Linked DNA regions of Mus musculus: all the other regions are linked to region 2. Evidence: chromatin contacts called from public Hi-C data. All regions are on one chromosome and are shown on one strand. Each heading gives the region's core, a stretch centred on a gene start, on an enhancer-like site or on the middle of the called end of the contact. The rest is flanking DNA. Distances are from core to core; before and after follow the strand shown. Region 1 holds the start of Rbm38 (RNA binding motif protein 38). Region 2 holds the start of Zfp64 (zinc finger protein 64). Region 3 holds the start of Rtf2 (replication termination factor 2). Region 4 holds the start of Cstf1 (cleavage stimulation factor, 3' pre-RNA, subunit 1).

What was found. Hi-C and Micro-C count contacts between places; a contact is called where the count stands out from the background.
Region 1: a contact with region 2 is called in a Hi-C map of the G1E-ER4 cell line, with 4 times the contacts expected there. The contact joins the promoter of Rbm38 here to the promoter of Zfp64 in region 2.
Region 3: a Hi-C map of the G1E-ER4 cell line shows a contact between it and region 2, with 2.8 times the contacts expected there. The contact joins the promoter of Rtf2 here to the promoter of Zfp64 in region 2. A contact is called at or near these places in 2 of 484 Hi-C or Micro-C datasets (CD4 T cells and the G1E-ER4 cell line).
Region 4: a Hi-C map of B cells shows a contact between it and region 2, with 10 read pairs. The contact joins the promoter of Cstf1 here to the promoter of Zfp64 in region 2. A contact is called at or near these places in 2 of 484 Hi-C or Micro-C datasets (B cells and the G1E-ER4 cell line).

Annotation. Positions count from the first base shown.
Region 1 is chr2:173,020,642-173,023,341 of GRCm38.p6, reverse strand. It overlaps Rbm38 (RNA binding motif protein 38), which reads right to left and starts at 1,440. Exons shown (of 4, transcript NM_019547.2): 1 at 1,072-1,440; 2 at 427-550; 3 at 1-15. The coding sequence starts at 1,302.
Region 2 is chr2:168,954,186-168,956,885 of GRCm38.p6, reverse strand. Zfp64 (zinc finger protein 64) reads left to right here and starts at 1,299. Exons shown (of 6, transcript NM_009564.2): 1 at 1,299-1,767. The coding sequence starts at 1,722. Gm39993 (a long non-coding RNA gene) reads right to left here and starts at 803. Exons shown (of 2, transcript XR_867023.3): 1 at 240-803.
Region 3 is chr2:172,439,257-172,441,956 of GRCm38.p6, reverse strand. It overlaps Rtf2 (replication termination factor 2), which reads right to left and starts at 1,379. Exons shown (of 9, transcript NM_025542.2): 1 at 1,218-1,379. The coding sequence starts at 1,286.
Region 4 is chr2:172,369,572-172,372,271 of GRCm38.p6, reverse strand. Cstf1 (cleavage stimulation factor, 3' pre-RNA, subunit 1) reads right to left here and starts at 1,269. Exons shown (of 6, transcript NM_024199.2): 1 at 1,245-1,269. Aurka (aurora kinase A) reads left to right here and starts at 1,702. Exons shown (of 9, transcript NM_001291185.1): 1 at 1,702-1,799.

The sequences.
Region 1 (2,700 bases), core at 191-2,690, 4.1 Mb before region 2:
CACCAACAGCAAAGCCTAAAACAAGAGAGCAGTTAGGAACAGCACACTGCATGGGTAAGGTCCCAGGGCCACACACAGGGAGGGCAAATAACACGCGCCACTCTCCTGGTCAAAGCACATTAAGTCCACAGGCTGTACCAGCTTTTCGGGATGATCCCCTGCCTGGTCGGCATCTGACTTCTTCCCTCCCCAAGAGTAGGAGACTTTGGAAAAAAAAAATCATTATCCCTGGGACCATAAACTGCCGAGAAAGAGGAGCAAGCTCCCAAGCCAGGGGTGGTTGCCCTGGGCTGCCTCTGCAGGCACATGATTGCTGGCTGCCACTCGGGGACAAAGGGGGAGCGGGGGCAGCGTTTTTCCATCAGACAGATACCAAAGCTGAATATAGAAACAAGGAGGGCTGGAAAGAAAACTCAAAGCTCTTACCCGTCTGTAAGCTCCTAGGCTTGGCACCCAGGTAGGCCAGGTTCACATTGGCCTTGCGACCATCGATGATAGGGTTAGGGTCTTTGCAAGCCCTATCAGCCGCTGCCCGATCTGCCATGGTCACCTGCAGGAACACAGAGGGTCAGGGGCTTTGGTGGCTGGCTGAGGAAAACAAGGCAGAGAAGGGAAGGGGGTTTTGCCCGGGCATCGGGCCATCTCTGGGTCTTTCCTCCCAGAAGAGTATCTGGTATTTAGGACCCTTGGGGCACTGTCTTCTCTGCCTCCAGGGCTGCAGCTCCTTCCCCAAAGTTCAAGTGCGGAGTGCCTTCAAGGACAGCGACAATCCCCTAGGAAGTGGAGTAAAGGGAACCTCAAGGGGAGTCCTCCCCACCCCCCCGCTGTCCAGGCCATCAGTAAGTACCGTTAACTTTCTCAGAGAATTAGTTTGGGGACACTAGAGTGGAAGGAAGTGGGAAACCGTCTTCAAGTCGCTGGCGCTAACAGCTTACGCTTCTTTGGGGCAGCTGGAAAGTGTGGGGGAAGGGCCGACGGCCCCGGGAAGCCCCGGAGTCCCGGCTGCGCGCGGCGGGTCTGGGAGGCGGTGGGGGAGGGGCGGCGGCAGGTGCGCGCGCCGCGGGCACTCACGAAGCCGTAGCCGCGGGACTTGCCGGTCTGGCGGTCGGTGATGACCACGGCCTCCTCGATGTCTCCGAAGCCCTCGAAGTACTTTCTGAGCGATGCGTCGGTGGTGTGGTAGGGCAGGCCGCCCACGAAGATCTTGGTGAACGTGGTGTCCTTCTGTGAGCCGTGCATGGCGCTGGGGGCGGCGGACGGCCGCGGAAACACACTCGGGGAGCACGCGGGCTGCAGCAGCATCGGGGCCGCCGCTACCGAGCCGGCCGGCGCATGCGGGGGTGTCCCAGGCCGAATCCGAGTTCCCCACGCTGTCCCGCGCCGCTTCTCCGTCCGCCGCGAAGCGTCTACTCCGCGCCCTGCGAGCTGCCGGCCGCCTTTGTAGCCGGCCACGCCCCGCGGTCACGCCCCTCTCGTTTAAGACACGCCTTTGGAAGCGGGGGCCGCCGGGAATTGTAGTTCTAAGTACGTCCCGCGTGCCAGGACGCGGGTCCGGCGAATGAGGTGACTTAGCCCCTAGGTGCTCGCCGGTATCAGCTTGTCTGTCTCGCGGGGCGCACGGTCCGGTATATTCCAAGCGTTGCTTGATTCAGTGGTTTACACCCGAGCGACTAGGGGTGCAAACGTACTTGTTAAAAGGTCCGAAAAAAAAAAAAAAAAAGGTCCGAAGGAGTGCCTCAGCTACTCATTCGCGAACCCTTGTGGTTTGATCTCCCCATCACAAAAACCTGGCTGGTGACACACACCTGTAAACCCAACACTCAAGAAAGAGAGTCAGTTCAAGGCCACCCTTGGCTATATACTAAGTTTGAGGCCAGCTGGACTAAATCATACCCTGTCTCCAAAAAATAAAAAATAAAAATAAAGGGCAAAGTGAATTTGCCATGTTTATAAAAATAATTCACACGCACACCATAATACATCACACGTACTTTGGCGGTCCTGTGGTGTCAGGGATTCTCTGCTGGGACTTCAACAATGGCATACCCCGGGACACTAGGTAGTCTGTGAAAATGAGGGCTAATCGATAGTGAATACACCTTTTACAGTCTTGTAGAAAGCTAAGAGCTTTCTACTTTCTACTTTCTACTGTGAGGAAGAACAAAGGCGGCTGGGCTCCCATGTCACTGACATGGGACCGCCTGTGGGGTCACCCTTAGCAGGAGAACAAGCAGAAGGCATGACATGGCCTGTGTAGAACGTGGGCCAAGGCTGGGACCATGATGCCAGTCTGCAGAACTCTTCCCCACCAGCGCAAATGCAAACGTGGGGCCCTTGTTAGAGACAGAAATTTCAAACAGCCGAGTGGAATACACCGGTGATCCTAATACTGAGGAGTTGGGAGGGTGGGAGGGTTCCGGGTCCATACCCTGCTACACAGAAAGTCAGAAGCTAGCCTGTATGATGGGAAACCATAAAATAGAAAGAAGAAAATGGGAATTTCAGCACAGAAGCAGGCACGATGCTTTAGCCTCCGGGCCAGGAAGCAGCCCTGATCCTGCGTCCCTCATGTCCCCATTCCTGGTTATCACACTGGGACCTGAAGACCTACAGCTTTTAGTGGGGCTAAAACTGGCCTGGCCCCACTGGTCAAGGCGGACAGTAAGGCAGGCAGCCTCTGGGCAGGTTCAGCCCCAGTCA
Region 2 (2,700 bases), core at 50-2,549:
CTCCCTTTTTTCATATCATCCTCTTTGGTGTGACAAACTGTCTTATGGCACCTGGGACACGTTCCCTAGACTGCAACAAAACCGTAACCTTGCTACCTCATCTCAGCCCCAGTGCCTGCCCGTTCATATCCCCTCGATTCTTTGTGGCACTCTGGCCTACCACCCTAGTTGGTCAGGAGTTTGCATGCTAATATTTCTCTTCCCCAAGTTGGGGGTGACACACGGAGAAGAGCTCTTACCAATTCCTGTTGCACGCAATAGCTGCCAGACATGATGAAAGGGCAGTTCAAATCTTGCCCCTCCTGGCTGTCATCGAACCCTCTTTTATCAATTTCTTCTCCTCTGGCATTTCTTCAACAACAAACTCAAAAAACTCTCTAATCAAACAACTAATTTACTGTTACGGGACTACGGGCTGCTAGCCACAAAGCCTGAGTCTCATGGTTACGGAGTGTGCCCTGATGGTGAGGATCAGCAATGCCCGAACATGCGACAACCCCGGACAACAGGAAATAGTCCAAATTGCTCTCCGGCCTCAACATCACCCCTTCTTAGTTCCTCCTCTTTTATATTGAACGAAAGGGAGGGATGGTAGTTACTAGACATCTTCCACAACCTACCCAGGGACCCTGAGACGGCAATTACGTCATCAGTAGGAGCCAAGTTGAGCCACATTCCTCCCCTGCGCATGTGCTATAGTCCCTAAAAGGCGGACTTTCTTCCCGCCTCTTTTTGATCAACGCCCTTGCTCACCTCCACCCTTCCCAGAGGCAGCCACTCTAAGCCCCTCCCCAATAAACCTCTCAGAGTCTGACCCTTGGAGTGACTTTGTGGCTTAGATCATAACAGGAAATAAAAAGGGGCTGTGGAACCTTCTGGGTAAGCTCAAGGTTAGAGCTAAGGTCAGTTCTTCAGTGCAGGATTCTCGGGGAAGAGTTGCAAATAGTTGTGAGTCACCTAATGTGGGCGCTGGGATTCGTTGCAAGAGCAGCACAGACTCTTAGCCACTATGCCTTCTTTCCAGTTCACCATCCCCAAGCAATTCTAACAAACCCTCCATGCTGCGTGAAATACTGAAGCCCCCGTGGAGCAGAGCCCCAATGAATTCTCCCATCTACTACACACTAATCTCTTTTTTTTTTTTTTTTAAGTTACTTATATTGTACATGCAGATGCTTGAGTCTGTTTCCACCATGTGAGCTGGCTGGCAGGAAACCAGGCTTGGTGACGTGTGCCCTACCCCTGCTGAGCCATCTCACCGGCTCAACCCAGCAGCAGGGCAAAGGCCCCGCCCCGGTGTTACGCTGCCGGATCTGCCCTAGGGGAGCACCCCGGGATTTGGGGCTCCACTCTCCCAGGCCGGCAGCGCATCCTCCTGGCATCTGCGAAGGAATGAGCGTCTCCAGGAGGGCAAGATGCAAAGGCGCAAGGCGACCACAGAGTCCCTGGCATGCCTGGGATAGGGTGGAGGGATCGGTGTACTCGGGTCTTAGACTCCACGACCTTTCCCGGTTCCTCGGGAGAGCACCGCCTGGGAGTCGGGCTGGGTGCAAGGGGCCAGCGCCCTCTAGGCAGCGGAAGTGGCGCTGGTTGTACATCCGTCCCCGCCTCACAGAGTTGGGAGAAGACTGGCTGGTGCGGGAAATATGCAGGAGAAAAGTCTTTGCATAATGTAGAGCGAGCCGTGGGGCTCCGGGAGCGGCGCCCCAAGGTCTGGGGCCATGAACGCGAGCGTGGAAGGAGACACCTTTTCTGGATCGATGCAAAGTAAGTACTGAACAGACGCAGCTGGGGCCTGGCCCGGACAGAGCCAGCAGGCCCCGGGATCGGGGTGACGGCGCACCTTGCATGCCTGTCCCCGCCAGCCCAGTCGGCGTGTCAGGTCGGGAGCCGCCTGGAACTCTTGCAGTACCCCAGGGGAGGCAAGACCAGGGGAGGCCACGCGGCGAGGAGACTGTCACCACCTCCCCTGCCCCGCCGGGTGGAGTTTGGGGCGCAGAGGAGAGGAGAAAGTGGGGTGATCCAGGCCAACTGGTAGGGAAACTTCTGCTTCAGTGGCTCAGGTTGGAGCATCCCTGAGGGGCTCGCGGACAGGTTTGCAGAGCCATCCTGGCACTCAGGGTAGGGGATGATATGGGTGTGAAAGACCTGGCTGGGGGTGACTTGCAGTGAGTTTGAGGTTCTGCTATTTTCCTGACATCCTATAAGCTATTGCTATCTCCATGTGCCTTTGTTCCCCAAAGTACGGGCCACGGACTGAACCGTGGACCGGCCACCTGGAGCGCATGTGTTCAAAACAGGCTGCTTGGTCCATCCCCTGCAGGTCTCCGAGGGAGGGTGGGGCCGGAATCCCAGGTCTTTCCTTGTGCCTGGAGCCTCAGATGTTTGAAAAGCTGTGGACAAGGTTCGCAAACACCTGAGTCACTTTGCTAACTGCAGATATTATAGCCATTGGCTCCCCAAACTTGCCTGAGTGTCCTCTGAACTCTAAACCCAGTCCCCACCCACCCCATGTGTCTCAGTGTCTTCCAGTGCTGTGGACTTCGGGTTGTGTTTTAAAGAGGGACGACCCCACCAGATGACTTACTCTGGAATGGGAAATCAGTCCCCACATCAGAGAATTTATCTATAAGGATCCTAAGGAGAGATCTGTCTTTGTTTTGTTGTTGTTGTTGTTGTTTGGTTTTGTTTTTTGGTTAT
Region 3 (2,700 bases), core at 130-2,629, 3.5 Mb before region 2:
GCTGGGGCAAGGTCTATGGTATCTAGAACAGAGTGAAAGAGCTAAAGAGGGGCAGAAGAGAGGGCAAAAAGACAAGCAGAGGTTTGTTCACACAGGACCCAATGGAGTTTATTAGGGATGTGTCAGGAAGTTATGCAGTGTCTTAAGTACAACACTGGATGGGATTCACCTCCCATCCCAAAGTTCTCTGAATGTTGGATCAGGAAACATGATCCTCCCCGTGCTGGGAACTGTATCGGGGGCATTCTCTCCCCGTGCTGGGAACTGTATCGGGGGCATTCTGTGCCTTCTATTATTAAACAGTCATCATCAACACTAGCTTTGAAATGCACATAAATGGATGGGGACAGTGGTTCATGACTCTAGGCCACGTCAGTGGTGTTAACTAACTTTGCGGCATTCAATTTCCCATCCATTAAGTACACACTTTGCTCAATGTCTTGTAAGATTTACAGAATGCCCACGCATTTATTCAAAAATATTCACTGTGGCAGAAACTGTGCTAGTTCTGGAAGAAAAACAGTGCACAGAGTTCACCAGGAGGAGCTTGCAGTCACGTGACCATCAGCTGGGCTCAACCACCAATTCAGAGTGCTAAGAGCTGATAATTAGTTTAAGAAGGGTGTGACTTCACAAAGGGGAATGGTTTGGGGAGACTTTAATACACAAAGCTCAGGCTGGAGAGATGGCTCCGTGGTTAAGCCTGTGTACTGCTCTTCCAAAGGATCCGCGTTTGGTTCTAACAGCCAAGATTAATGGCTCACAAAAACCTGTAGCTCTAGCTCCCGGGCGTCCGATGCTTTCTTCTGGCCTCCTTGGATACCACACTCACACACAAAACATTTTTAAAAAAAGTATTATTCAAATACCAAGGCCTGTTGGCCAACACCTTTAATCCCAGTGCTCAGCAGGCAGAGGTGGGAGTCCCAGCCAGCCAGGGCCACACTGTGAGAGCCTTTCACAAAAACACACAAAGTCCATAAATAGCATCTATCACCGTGATCGTCGCTAGCTACAGATACGTTCCAGTCCTGGCTGGGCCACTAACTAGCTCTCCAGTCTCCGTCCCGTTCAACGTTAATGTTTCAAATCAACACAGCGTCTGTGGGGAGGATCCCAGTCTAACCGTACTGTTCAGTGCCTGCAAACAGTAAACCCTCCACAAGCGCTGTGACCACCGTTCATCCCGAGCCCCGCAGCCCGCAGTCCCCACTGACCTTCTCGACCTTCTTCGGCCCCTTCACCAGCTCGTGCCTCTTGGGGATGGTGCCTCCGTCGCAACCCATCCCAAAGCCGAAATCAGAAACCGTAGCAAAAACCAGAAGCCTTAGCAAAGACGAGAAGCCGTCGCTTCCGGGGTCTCTGGCGAAACCCTACCTACTTCCGGCGCTCCTTGATGACGCACACAACCAGCGCGCCGCGAAAGGGGCGGGGTCGCCGCGCGAGGCCTTGGTCCACACCAATTGTCTTGAAAATCTTGTCCGGGAGTTGGGCGTGGTTTCAGGGCGACGTGCTGGAGCATCCTTGGAGTGCGTCCACTTCCGGTCGTGGGCGGTCCCTGTTTTTTCCTCTGTGGTTCCGTAAGCTTGGGCCTGAGGGAGGACGGGAGAACATTTGTCGGGGTTGTCCCGAGGTCTGCGTCTCTGGCATTTTTGCAGACCAGTAGTGCTGTAAGTCTAAGGAGGAGATGGCCGGAATCTGTCTTCTCAGCTACCTCTCATGTATTTTAAATCCAGACTTAGAAAAGAAAAGACGTTGTGGGTGCTAGAGGGATGGCTCAGTGGTTAAGATCACTGACTGCTCTTCAGAAGTTCTGAGTTCCATTCCCAGCAACCACATGGTGGCTCACAACCATCTATAATGATATCTGATGCCCTCTTCTGGTGTGTTTGAAGACAGCTACAGTGTACTCAAATACATAAAATTAAAAAAAAAAAAAAAAAAAAGACGTGGTGGGTGGGCCTGCTTGTGCGCTACCTAACTGCAGATGCCTGTCGAGGCCTGAAGAGGGTGTTCTATCTTCCTGGGACTGGAGTTGATATGGTTGTGAGCTGCTGGGGTTCTGGGAATCCATCCTGTGCTTACTCAAAGAACAGCAAGCATTCTTAGCCACTGAGCGCCTCTCCACCCTGTATCCAGATGTATTTTGGGCAGAAGCTAGGGCTACAGTGTCTCCAACAAGCTTAGAGTAGCCACTCATCCCATTGTACCAGCTACAGAGATTAGTGCAGACAGAGAAAGGGGAGGGTGATCATATTGGGAAGAGAACAAATAAGGGGTTCAGTGACCCCCTAGTCTGCCTTTGGGGTACTAACATGAGCTGTAGGCCCAGAGGAACAACAGGGGCAAATGGTATGCATAAGTGAGCAGTCCTGGGATAAGTATGGCCTCCTTCATTTCTGTGTCTACACCAGTCCTGCAAGGTGGCCATTCTGAAGCCCACACTGCTTAAAGTGACCAGATAGTCTCAGATGACCATCTTTTCTGCCTTTTCACCCTCACTTAGGGGAGTGCTGTGTCCTCTGGGACTCCAATGCTCCTGGGATCCTAGGTGGTTGCAGGCCTAAGAAGTGACTTACTGTGCCTTCAGCTTTATGACACTAAACACCCTCAACTTGTCGATGGCTCTTTCAAGGGAGAGAGTCACACGTAGGTGTCTTAACAGTAGTTCTGCATCTGATTTTGTGGCTTCTGAAATTT
Region 4 (2,700 bases), core at 20-2,519, 3.4 Mb before region 2:
ACCAGCCTTGTCTATAGATCCCTATCACAGGCCAGCCAGGACTACATAGTGGGACCCTATCACAAACAAAAAAATGATTACCATCAAAACAAATAAATGTAAAAATCCAAACACATTATACTCTTAAGATCTAAGCTCTCCAAACAAAACTGATTTCTTAATCAACCTGGGTGGGTAATTTGATAAGTATGTGTGTGGTTAGATGTTTGACTATAGGAGTCTGGAGACATCAAGCAAGAAGGTAGCCTGGAGAAACAGCCAAGAGTTACAATGCTTGCTGACAGACACCCCGGGCTCAGTTTTAAACCAAATGACTAGCAAGGCCACACAGCATAGTACTGACCAGAGTTCTTAACAATAATAACACCATGCAGGTCCTACTGGCAGATGCGGTGCCAAGCACCTAATTAGCATCCAATCACTAAACGAAGCTATTCAATATATTCGTGTTCATTAGAAAGAAATGGGGGCTGGAAAGATGGCTCAGTGGTTAAGAGCACTGTCTGCTCTTCCAAAGGACCTGGGTTCAATTCCCATGGCGGCTTACAACTGTCTCTAACTCCAGTTCCAAGGGGCCTGCCACCTAGACACCAATGCATGTAAAATAAAGCTAAATAAGTTTTTTTTTAAAAAGAAAGAAATGAATACAAATCTACCCCTGCATAAGATATTGGGACACAACAGAGGGTGAAATGTGTTCTAAGAATCTAGGGCACCCGTTCAAGTTAAGCCCTCCCCTTCCCCTCAAAGTTGAGGGGGAGCCTGCACACTCCAGAGCCCAGAACTTAACCATTTGACCTATCATCTTTACTCCTGTCAGGAAACATCTGGGGTTGTATCACGACATTTAAAGAAAACGGGGGTGGGAGAAGGAGGTTGAGCCTTTACTTAACTCCCCGCTTAACTTCCAATGGGACACAGATAACTTATATCCTTCCCGGAGGGGACACCGAGGCACGAGACCGGAGGAGCTCGCCCCCGGAAAGCTAACACCGGGGAATGCAGGGGGCCCAAAGCGAAGCCGCGCGACCACTTCTGCTCAGGGCGGAATTCCGGCTTGGACCCACCGGGACCGAGGCCCTTTGAGAGCCGGGGTGCAGGCCGGGCCGGCCAACTCTAGGACACGGACTTGGGGCGAGCGGCCTCCTGCCATCCTCTCCGTTAGCCCCGGTCCTTCACGTGATCCACTACAGACCCTAGCCAACCACACTAGCCCGCTTCCTTACGCCCCCTTGACCCCGTACCCGCAGATCAGGGTCTCGGTCTCCCGCTCTCTTCTAGAAAAATGGAGGAGCGAATCGTGCCCGATCGATCGCTCGGAGTGCACACCCAGTGCGCACGTGCAAAGGGCATGCAGCCGAGCGCCGAGCATCCCTGCTCCCTCGCAAGTCTGCCCTTCTCGCCATCTTACTCACTGGCACGTTCGAGACGCTCATTCACCGTCTCCGAACTAATCACCTCCGCGACTGCCTTGAATCCAAAGGGCTGTGTGTGACTGGCGAACGCCTGATCCTGGGGAGCACGGCGGGCGATAGAACGGCCGCAGATCGGACGGGCCGTTGGTGCACCACTTCCGGGCTCCGACAGCTCAGTGCGCCTGCGCCCAGCTACGGCAGGGAACGAGCTTCCCATAGTCGCGTTTACGGTGAGCCAATCACAGAACGGCATTGCTCCGGCTCTAGCCAATCAGCTCTTGGAGTAGAGGGTTTGACTCCTATTTTAAAAGGAGAACCTTTGAATTGTAACGGCTGAGCTACCGGGATCGCTTGGAGGCTTCGGTCGGGAGCAGGTTCCTGCCTGTGAGTTGGAAAGGGACATGGCTGTTGAGGGCGAGCCTGGATGCTGCAAACGGATAGGGAAGGCTGTGTGGCGTCGGGGTAATGGACTGTCTCAGTGGGTTTGCATTCTGTTTAAGAAAGGTCCAGACGTTTAAGATTTCCCGGCTTGGTTTTAGGTTCTTGTGGGAATGGGGATCCAGACCATCAGCTAACCGAGTAATTTGCAAACCGATGGTGGATGCGGGAACTGCGGCTTATTGGGGACTGCTTCGGGTGGAGAATCAGAGTCTAAGTCGACTCGACGAGTCTGTGGATGAACGGGAGTTCCCTCGTAGAGTGCCCAGGACTGGTGCTGCTCTTCCCGCAGCCTTCTGAGCAGTTTATGTCGGGACTACTTGAGGGTCTGTTTCAAAGCGCAGACCCGCTAAAGCTCAGTTTGTAGAATATTCCAGAAGTTTTAGGATTGAACACTGCCTTCGTGGTGGCCGCCGCTGTTTATTCCAACAGTAAGGTGGTGGAGGCAGGATCAAGTCAAAGGTCATCCTCAGCTACACAGTAGGTCCGAAAAACCAGCCTAAATTACATCCACATACGTCCCTACCTCAACACCTCCATCCCCACCACACACACACACACACACACACACACACACACACACACACCTAAATGTGTGGTTGCTTACATCAGCAGTCTGAGGCAGGAGGTTAGCCTTCGATTTAAGGCCAGCCACAGCTAATAAGTGAGAGCCTGTCTGGGGATGTAGTTCAGTTAGTAGGGTGCTTGCCTAGCCAGCCCTGGATTCCATTCCCAGCACTTGGAACCCCGAGGATGGTGATGACCTCTGTGGTCCTAGCACTGCGGAACTGCAGGCGGGAGGATCAGGAGTTCAGAGTAATCCTCCACCGTATAGCATGCTCAAGGC